Linked DNA regions of Canis lupus: region 2 is linked to region 1. Evidence: chromatin contacts called from public Hi-C data. All regions are on one chromosome and are shown on one strand. Each heading gives the region's core, a stretch centred on a gene start, on an enhancer-like site or on the middle of the called end of the contact. The rest is flanking DNA. Distances are from core to core; before and after follow the strand shown. Region 1 holds the start of MILR1 (allergin-1). Region 2 overlaps TEX2 (testis-expressed protein 2).

Region 1 (4,317 bases), core at 947-3,446:
GCTCCTTGCAGGGAGCCTGCTTCTCCCTCTGCCTGTGTCTCTGCCTCTCTCTGTGTGTCTCTCATGAGTAAATAAATAAAATCTTAAAATAAAAAGTTATTATATCATCTGAGGGGAAAAGTTCTTCCAAGTAAGGCACAAAAATTTAAAGGCACAACAAAAACATTGAAAAACTGACTAAAATATAAAGTTTCCCTATGGCAAAATTAAGACAAGTGACAGCCTAAAAAGAAATACTTAACACATAAATGAAAGTGAAGGATTCTTTTTATACATGTAAGTCAATGGCAAATGAATAAGAAAAAGACAAATAAATGGATAAATAATATGAATAGGTAATTCCCAGAAGAATGAATGCAGAGAGCCATTAAATATGTGAGGGCCAAGGGATGACTTGGGTGGAGAAGGGGCTTAAGCCCCTCAGAAATGCCATGGATACCTCCCTTTCCACTAACATTTTTTCAGTGTTACATAACTTAGCTTCAAGACACAGTCTCTCCTCTCTTCCATTTCCTCTCTGTGGAACTGAGTGTTCATGACTAATAAACATGAAAAAGATGCTCAACCTCACAAGTAATGAGACAACTACAAATTACAACGACACTGAGATACTGGTCTTTATTCATCAGATTGGGACACATTTACAAATGGATTGTCTCTGCTGTTGGAGAGGCATGGGAAACACTTGCTTATGTGAGTAGTCATGGTGACGGGTTCAGAGTGTTGGGAGGGCAACCTAGCAATTCAGATGTACATGGCCTTTGACCTGGCAATTTCACCTCTAGGATTTTAATCTCCAGAGATGCTCTCATCCTCTCATGAGTCCGCAAAGGATGTTTTGTACGATGATGTTTATTGCAGTGTTGTTTACATTACAAAGAAAAAAATGGAACAATCAGTAAGGGGGATGGTTACGTCAACTATGGCTGAGTCATATTACCAAGCACCATGAAAAAGGAGCCAAGTCTACATCTACTGCTTACAAGGATGTCTGTGATTATTGTTATCTAAAAAAAGGACAAGTCATGAAGGGTTTGTTTACTATGGTACTGAACAGAGAATGAATGACTGTTAATAGTGGTTGCTTCTGGAAGTGGAAGAGAACTGTAGGGTATCACAGCACTTTCATATTTCATATAGTAACAACAACCTGGCCTAGCATTTATTGACGGCTCACCATACACCAAACACTGTACTGAGGGACATGGCTTGTCTCACTCAGTCCTGACAAGAACCCTCCCCTAGGTGCTTTTATTTTCCCAACATCACAAAGGAAAGAGATTAAGTGGTTGCATCATGCACCCAGGCTTCCTGCTGGAAAATGGTAGAACCAGGGTTAGGACCATGACCCTGGCTGGTCTAGCTCTATGATGATAAACTGCCTCTCAGTATATATTTTTATTTTGTTGCTTGAATTATTTTACAATGATTACGTGTTGATTTTCTACATTAAAAGAAACAACAACAGCAGGGACACCTGGCTGGTTCAGTTGGTTAACCTTGACAACTCTTGATTTTGGCTCAGGTCATGATCTCCAGGTTCTGGGATGGAGCCCCACATCCGGCTCTGTGCTCCAGTGGGGAGTCTACTTGAGATTTTCTCTCTCCCTCTCCTTCTGCCCCTCTCCCTGTTCACACACACACTCTCTCTAAAATACATAAATAAATCTTTAAAAAACAACCTAGAAAGAAAGAAAAATATTTCTTTGTAAAAACAATCTCAATATTTATCTCCAAATCTCAGGAAAGAGGCTTCAACTCCCTGCTTCACATCTCATCATTTTAAACTGTAGGTTTTTGAGAAGACTTGACTCTGGTTGCTCATCTAAAAGCATAGAAAGACTTATTCATGAACAGTCGTGTTGAAAGTTGACCATCCCCACTGTGTCGGTGAAAATGGTTTCCGTAAAAGAGAGAAGGAAGTAAATGAAACTTACTGTTTATTCCTCTTGTCTCACAATCCAGAGCAGCTTTTTGAAGTGAAAGAGAGAAAAGGAACGCGAGAAAACTCCTTTTCCACATCACGTTGGTTTGGAGATGCAAGCTTCAAAATGGTAAATAAGCCTTACATGTGGGAGAAGAAAAGAAGCCCCAAAAGAACAGTTTATTCAAATGACTCCATATTCTGTCAGAAGAAATCAGAGAGGGGGGCAAAGGAGGCGTGGTGGCCCCAGGGTGGTGAGTCATTCAGGGACTTCCTCTTTTTTGGCCAAGTTAAAGAAATTAGAGTTGCTGGGACAAGCTTAAAACAATATGACTGGGTGGTTTGACCAACCTGTGTTCCCTCAATGAGTTCTTATACAAAAAGAGAGAGATGTGATAGGTTGCCCTAACTCTGGCTGTCTGGAAAGCTGGACAGTGGGAAGAAGAAGGAAAAATTTGACTGTGATATTGTCTTTGTGAATCAGATGTCTCTGATCATCTCTCTCTGGATTCGGCCTATATCAAAAAGAATTTAGTGGAAGTTTGGTTTAGTTTTGGGAAGCAAATACTGACTGTCTGGAGTAGATATACACAAACAAGGCATCAGAAATGCCTGTTACATGCCGATTCCTAGGCCCCACTCCACACTTAATAGAGATAAAACCAGGGGGGATCCCTGGGTGGCGCAGCGGTATGGCGCCTGCCTTTGGCCCGGGGCACGATCCTGGAGACCCGGGATCGAATCCCACGTCGGGCTCCCGGTGCATGGAGCCTGCTTCTCCCTCTGCCTGTGTCTCTGCCTCTCTCTCTCTCTCTGTGACTATCATAAATAAATAAAAATTTTAAAAAAAAAAAAAAAAAAAAAAAGAGATAAAACCAGGGGCTCTGAATTATAAGAAGGGCCTAGCAGTATCAGAGTCTCTACATCACAATCCAGAGGGGCTTGTGATTCACTTCTACTCAGTCTAGAATTCCCCTGGCTCTGTGATATGTATGCAGAAGTAAAGCCACATATTCCAGTGTCACCAGTCTGAAGTGGAAAATGGAAAGTGTTGAGGGGCTTCCCAAGTGGAAGGAGCTATGACCTAGCCAGGTCACTTTGGTAATGATTTCTGTTGGCCTACCCTATAGGTCTTGCACTTTCCTGTGGACAGCTATCCTCTCTGCGGAGAAGCCAATTCCCTGCCCAGGTACATATTCTTCTGGGACATTGTCCAAACTCCTGTATTCACTCACAGAATTACTCCTTGCTTGGGCTCTCTAGATCTCATCCTCTGGAGGTCAGTCATTCTAGGTCCATACCTGGCCACCGCTGGGGGACTGAGCAAAGCCACGGTCTGCCACTCGGCCACCACTGTCTAGAGGCAAATCATTGGGTAACTATTAGTGCCTAGAAGGCCTTTCTTCCCTTCTGACAGTAAAGGTTACTGTTTCAGCACCTACTCTTCTAAAAAGCACAACCCTCAGTGATTGTCAGTGATTTTTCACATGAGAATATGATATTGGTGATAATTTCTCTCACTAAAGAGTGGGAGGGAAAGAACCTCACAAGTTGAATCTCTGGGGAAGTGATCCTTAATATCAGAATTTTTGCCAGAAGAAATTGGAAGTTTTGTAGGCATTGCTGCTTTGCCACTTTCTCACCAACATCTTCTGCATCCTTGCCTGGGTAGGGCGGCGGGGCTAGCCCTGGGGAACTTTAATGCCCAGAAGGAACAAGGTGGGGGGTGATTAAGGGGGGACTTTCAGAAAAGCTGATGTGTCTGGGGCATTTTCCCCATGTGAAATTCAGCTGGGTCAGGAAATTTGCAGACCACAGCTTGGACACAAAGAGAGCAGAGAAAACCAGAGCAGAGGAAGTGCTACTTACAGCTGCCAGCAAACACTAGTTGCTAGGAGGGCTTTAGCGAGACACCAGAAAAAGAAAGTAATTTGTCGAAGGTTACAGAATAAATCAAGAGTGAAGTCTCAAATGGAAAAAAAAAGAAGTTTATCCATGGACCTGTTACGTTTACTAAGAATAAAGTTAGTTATATTCCTTTCTGTTGGCTAAGAGCTTTACACTGATAATCTCATTTAATCCTTATAAAATCTCTATGAGGTATGCAGAGGTATTAAAAATATTTAACAACCAAAAGACAAAACAAAACAAAACCCACACAAAAACAAAAAACAACAAAACAAAACAAAAAAACAACCAGCAGAATAATGTAAATACATAACTCAATTAACAGATCAAAAATTTTAAACTATATCCCACCACCACCCCTGTTTTATCTCTAAGTAAACTAAGCCATACACGTTTGTATGCAAATTGTTAATCAAATCATTCCCGTAATTTCCAAAATTTTGAACTGAACTTTTCCAATAAATTCCTTGAAATAGATGGCCATT
Region 2 (4,317 bases), core at 1,241-3,740, 220 kb after region 1:
TCTAAAAATCACAACGTAGCATGTTCTACCCCAAATCCTAGAGTCCTTGTGTGGAAGGTCAGGAGATAATCTCTGATTGCATTTTGGACTTCTGGTCAGTGACTGCTTCTGTTGGTGGGCCATCCCACTGAAATTCCACAAAGTTGAAACCCTCTTAGATACGATCTCACTGATACTGGTGTCTTTTCTAAGGAACAGGGTTTTAAACTAAGGTACAAAGCAGTTATCCCACTTTATCTGGATAATTATGGTGCTTGAACATTAATTCTTTTGTTTCCATTACTAAGCAATTTCCAGAAAGAATAGGGTGCTAAAAATGTTTGTCCCTATCCCAATCATACTGAGCTCAGTCTGAAACATTTCCTGTGCTCCACTCCCCCACCAACATGAGGTTATTTTAAGGCAGTGGTTCTCATGTGTGGCTTTAAAGAATAGCCCAGCATTCAGTGAGGTCTCCGCACCTCTCTTCTTCCTCATAATTGGCTGGGAATCAGCAACTTTGTCCTGGTTTTGCCCTAGGTCAAGCCATCCTCCTGTTGGGAGTGTATTTTCTTATTAAATGTGAGAAGACTGTGTCTCTCATGAATAAATAAATAAAATCATTTTTAAAATTAAATAAATAAATGCGAGAAAAACCCAGAGAACAGGACCATTCCAGGACTGACAGGTTGCACTGAGCTCACCATTTTAATGGATATTCACATGTTGGCAAAGTGACAAACACTTGAACCATTTCCAGGAGCTTTTCTTTACATGACCTCCTGTTGCATGCATTGATAGTACAGGCAATATAAATCTACAGGCTTTCAATGTGATACCTACTTCAGTACCTTAAAATGTAAGTTTTTATATTGTCACTTATAGTCGTGTTTTTGGCAGGGATGGGAACCTTCTGTTTTTTCACTGTTTCTCTCTCCAGGACTGTGGATTGATTTGGAAATGTCCTACAATGGGTCCTTTCTGATGACTCTCGAGACCAAAATGAATTTGACCAAACTAGGTAAAGAGCCTCTTGTTGAAGCCCTGAAGGTTGGAGAAATTGGCAAAGAAGGGTAAGGGGCCATACAAATTTACTAACCCATCCCCGGGGAACCAACCTCTTCCTCTAGCCTTTGGGAAGCAACTTGGATGTGTAATAGCCTCGGATGTTGAGTGAGCTTCCATGCAAGTACTTCTGGACCACAGAGGATTTCAGGGAGGGGTTCCCGACTTCCATCTCCCCAAGACTGGGAGTCCCCACCTCTGCTCAGCACCTTTTGGCCTCATTGCTGCCAGGGGGGCACACAGAGCAATTATTCAGAAAGCATCATTGACTCAGACCAGTAGGGCAGGCTCATCTGCACAAGAAAATGCTCTGTGAAAAGAATCCTCATTCAGAAACTTCCTCTGTCAACTTGCAGCCACAAACAGCATTGTGTGGGAAGGCTAAGGTCCCTGGAGGGGGCGGGGGGGGGGGGGGGGTCGGTCCATCTGCTTTAATCATAAAGTCTAAATTATTTCAATTGATCTTGTAGCCAACAGGGTGCTTCTAAAGTGTTTTGAGATGTATTTTCCTTAAATAATAAAATATTGATTTACTTAGTAAATTCCTCTTTGTAGAAGATATTGCATCTGCTGCCCACAGTTTGTTTGATTTAGTAAATATTTCAAATTCGTGAGATAGGTAATAAAGGTTTATTTTTTCCCCCTTAGAGGCCTAGAATGGATAAATTGGAACTTTAGTTTTCCATACACCTTAAAATACTCCTTTATATTATTGTTTTGACCAAACTAAAAATACTGATTAGAGTCTACTTCTCACATTTTTATCTGTTGGCATGGAATTAACAGTACAATGACAGAAAAACCCCACAAGGAGCCACCTTCGCAGGGTCTATATATAAGACACACAGACTCTTAGATTTTTGCTTGGTTATGATGCTGACCTAGTGCTTGTATTCATACATATGGTCATAGCAGATTGGCAGAGGGGGGGATGGTTAGACATTTGAGAATGTGCTTTTACTTAGATTATTCTGATTTCTCCCAGTTACTTAATGAAATGTTATTTTAACAATTGGAGAATTTCCCTACCTGTATGCAATCTAACCTGTATCTGTGCTGTTTTCCTTTCACTTTTCTGCTATTTGTTAAAATGTGTTTGGATTCGGCAATCTGTGGATTGTATTTTCTGGTGAGTGGTGTTTATCAACTCTCCATGTAGCATTTCATACCCTGTAGGTGCTGAGTCTTGTTTGGTCCCATGTGACGCCACTAGGAAGCTTGTCGTTTCATCATGTCCCTGAACATAAAGGCTCAGTTTGTAGACCTAAGAGGATTGAGGTCAGAGTACATAAGAGGCTTTCCTGGGAGGGAAAGTCTTGCCAACTTCCCTCATCTGAGTTGCTGGTGTTTTGATCTAGTTCTCTAATCAGACTCAATTTCCTGTGTCTGGACGCCCCCACCCCACTGCCATGCACAGCTGTGTATTAGCTGCCCAGCCTGTAAGACAAAGCACCATGGGCAGAAGCAGCCTTGAAAGTGAGTTCTAACTATACAGGAGAGGACAGAGCAAATGTCAGAAGCCTTGTGGAAGGAGTCCATTCTCAACAGCACAGGGTGACTGGACTCCTTAGAAAGGGGTGTCTTGGGTAGCAGACGGGGCCCCAACACAGCCAGGTCCCTGAGATCTTGGCCATTTAGGTGTGCCACGTTCATGTGACTCTCTTGGCACAATTTCAAGTTCATAAACCTTGGCTGATCAAAGAGGATGGGCATGTTTCTGAGTAAGCAGTGCTTCTCCAGACTACATGAAAAAAAAATCCTCTGCTTTTGGAATATGATGGTATATTTTGTAATATACTTCTGAAGTACCATTTTTGTCCTAGTAGAGCGGGTATAAAATGTTTTGCCTCTTCCTATGGTGTTACGTTATATGTTGATGGGTAATTGGCTGTCATTTAATTTTAAAAGCAAGGGAAAAAACCCATTCCAAGTACTTCATTTGAGAGAAAAAGGCCTAGAAAGATAGATCTTTAACTTTATATATATATATATAAAGGACCCCTTTAGGAATTCAGGAGTTCTGGATCCTCCCTGAAAATGTCTATACCTGTACGGTTTTGACTCACAATTTCTGGGAGCACTGAGAGCCTCTGAAAGCCCATCCATAACTAAGAACCTAATCCCAGAAGAGATTCTAGAACCCACTTCATCACTTCCTCAATCATGAGCACATCAGAATCCCCCTAAGTCTAAATACTGAGAGACCGAAATTCCTTATTGGCAAATCTCTCCAAAGTGGAGGCTGTGGCTGGGCCTCTGCTTTGTTTCATGGCTTTCTTTTCAGTCCCCTTCAAGTGTGCAAATGACTGTGGCCTGGGGAGTCTCTAGAAGAAGCTGCTCAACCTGTGAGAAGCCCCACTTATTGTTAGAAAGTTTGTTCATGTCCTCACGTTATTATCCTGAGGATGATAGTGAGAAATGCCAATCTGTGTTGCTTTATTCTAGTGAAGTCCTTTCTCTGAAATATGTCTTTATATCTGTAGACATTTTTCCTTTAGTCTCTATTTCCCAAATAGCCACCCTCTTACATATTGTAGTTTACATCACCTTGGGGCAATAAGGTGCTCAAAGTGGAATTCAGGTAGTAACTTTAGGAAGTGACTTGAAGAGGACCAGAGTGAGTCAGTAAGGGGAATTTTTTACAGGCTGGCTGCTCTCTAAAGGAACTGTGGCTTTGGAGGCACTTGGCCAGTTCATGTTCTTCCACTGCAGCCTGGGTCTGGTGGGACAGTCCCCATAGGGGGGCCATTGTGACCTCTGAATTGGGTCCCTAGGTCACAGTATACTCCCAACCACCACAACCCTGAAGCTCCTGTGTTTTGTGAGCCAAGTGCCTGCAGCCCACACTGTGACTTGGTCTCGCTCTGTGGGTATACGCACATGCATGTCTGTGGCAAATGAATGGTGCCAATTTCACTCCCAAGAAAATACATTCTCCTGTGTGGCCACCTCACTGTGCTGTTTAATCTAATTATGCATCCTTTTTTTTTTTTTTTTTTTTTTTTTTTAGGATTTTATTTATTCATGAGAGAGACAGAGACAGAGACACAGGCAGAGGGAGAAGCAGGCTCCTTGCAGGGAGCCTGACGTGGGACTCGATCCCAGGACTCTGGGATCACGCCCTGGGCTGAAGGCAGTGCTAAACCGCTGAGCCACCAGGGCTGTGCTTAATTCACTTTTTCTTATGTATCTGACTCCAAGTTCATATCCAAATAGATTTTTAGCAGAGGCAGCAAAACTAGAATTAGCCCTTTAAGGTGGCTCTTTGAAAGG

What was found. A called contact is a pair of places that touch in the nucleus more often than the background predicts.
Region 2: a contact with region 1 is called in a Hi-C map of skin fibroblasts, with 2.7 times the contacts expected there. The contact joins the enhancer-like site here to the promoter of MILR1 in region 1. A contact is called at or near these places in 4 of 9 Hi-C or Micro-C datasets (amygdala, blood and skin fibroblasts).

The regions. Positions count from the first base shown.
Region 1 is chr9:14,671,831-14,676,147 of UU_Cfam_GSD_1.0, forward strand. It overlaps MILR1 (allergin-1), which reads right to left and starts at 2,197. Exons shown (of 7, transcript XM_038546858.1): 1 at 1,938-2,197. The coding sequence starts at 2,022.
Region 2 is chr9:14,886,736-14,891,052 of UU_Cfam_GSD_1.0, forward strand. It overlaps TEX2 (testis-expressed protein 2), which reads left to right. Exons shown (of 14, transcript XM_038546863.1): 10 at 920-1,052. Among named protein-coding and RNA genes, the nearest start is that of ERN1, 29 kb to the right of the region's middle. Within about 2 kb of position 2,491, at least 3 of the 20 cell types and tissues checked have an H3K27ac peak or open chromatin away from gene starts, as enhancers often do.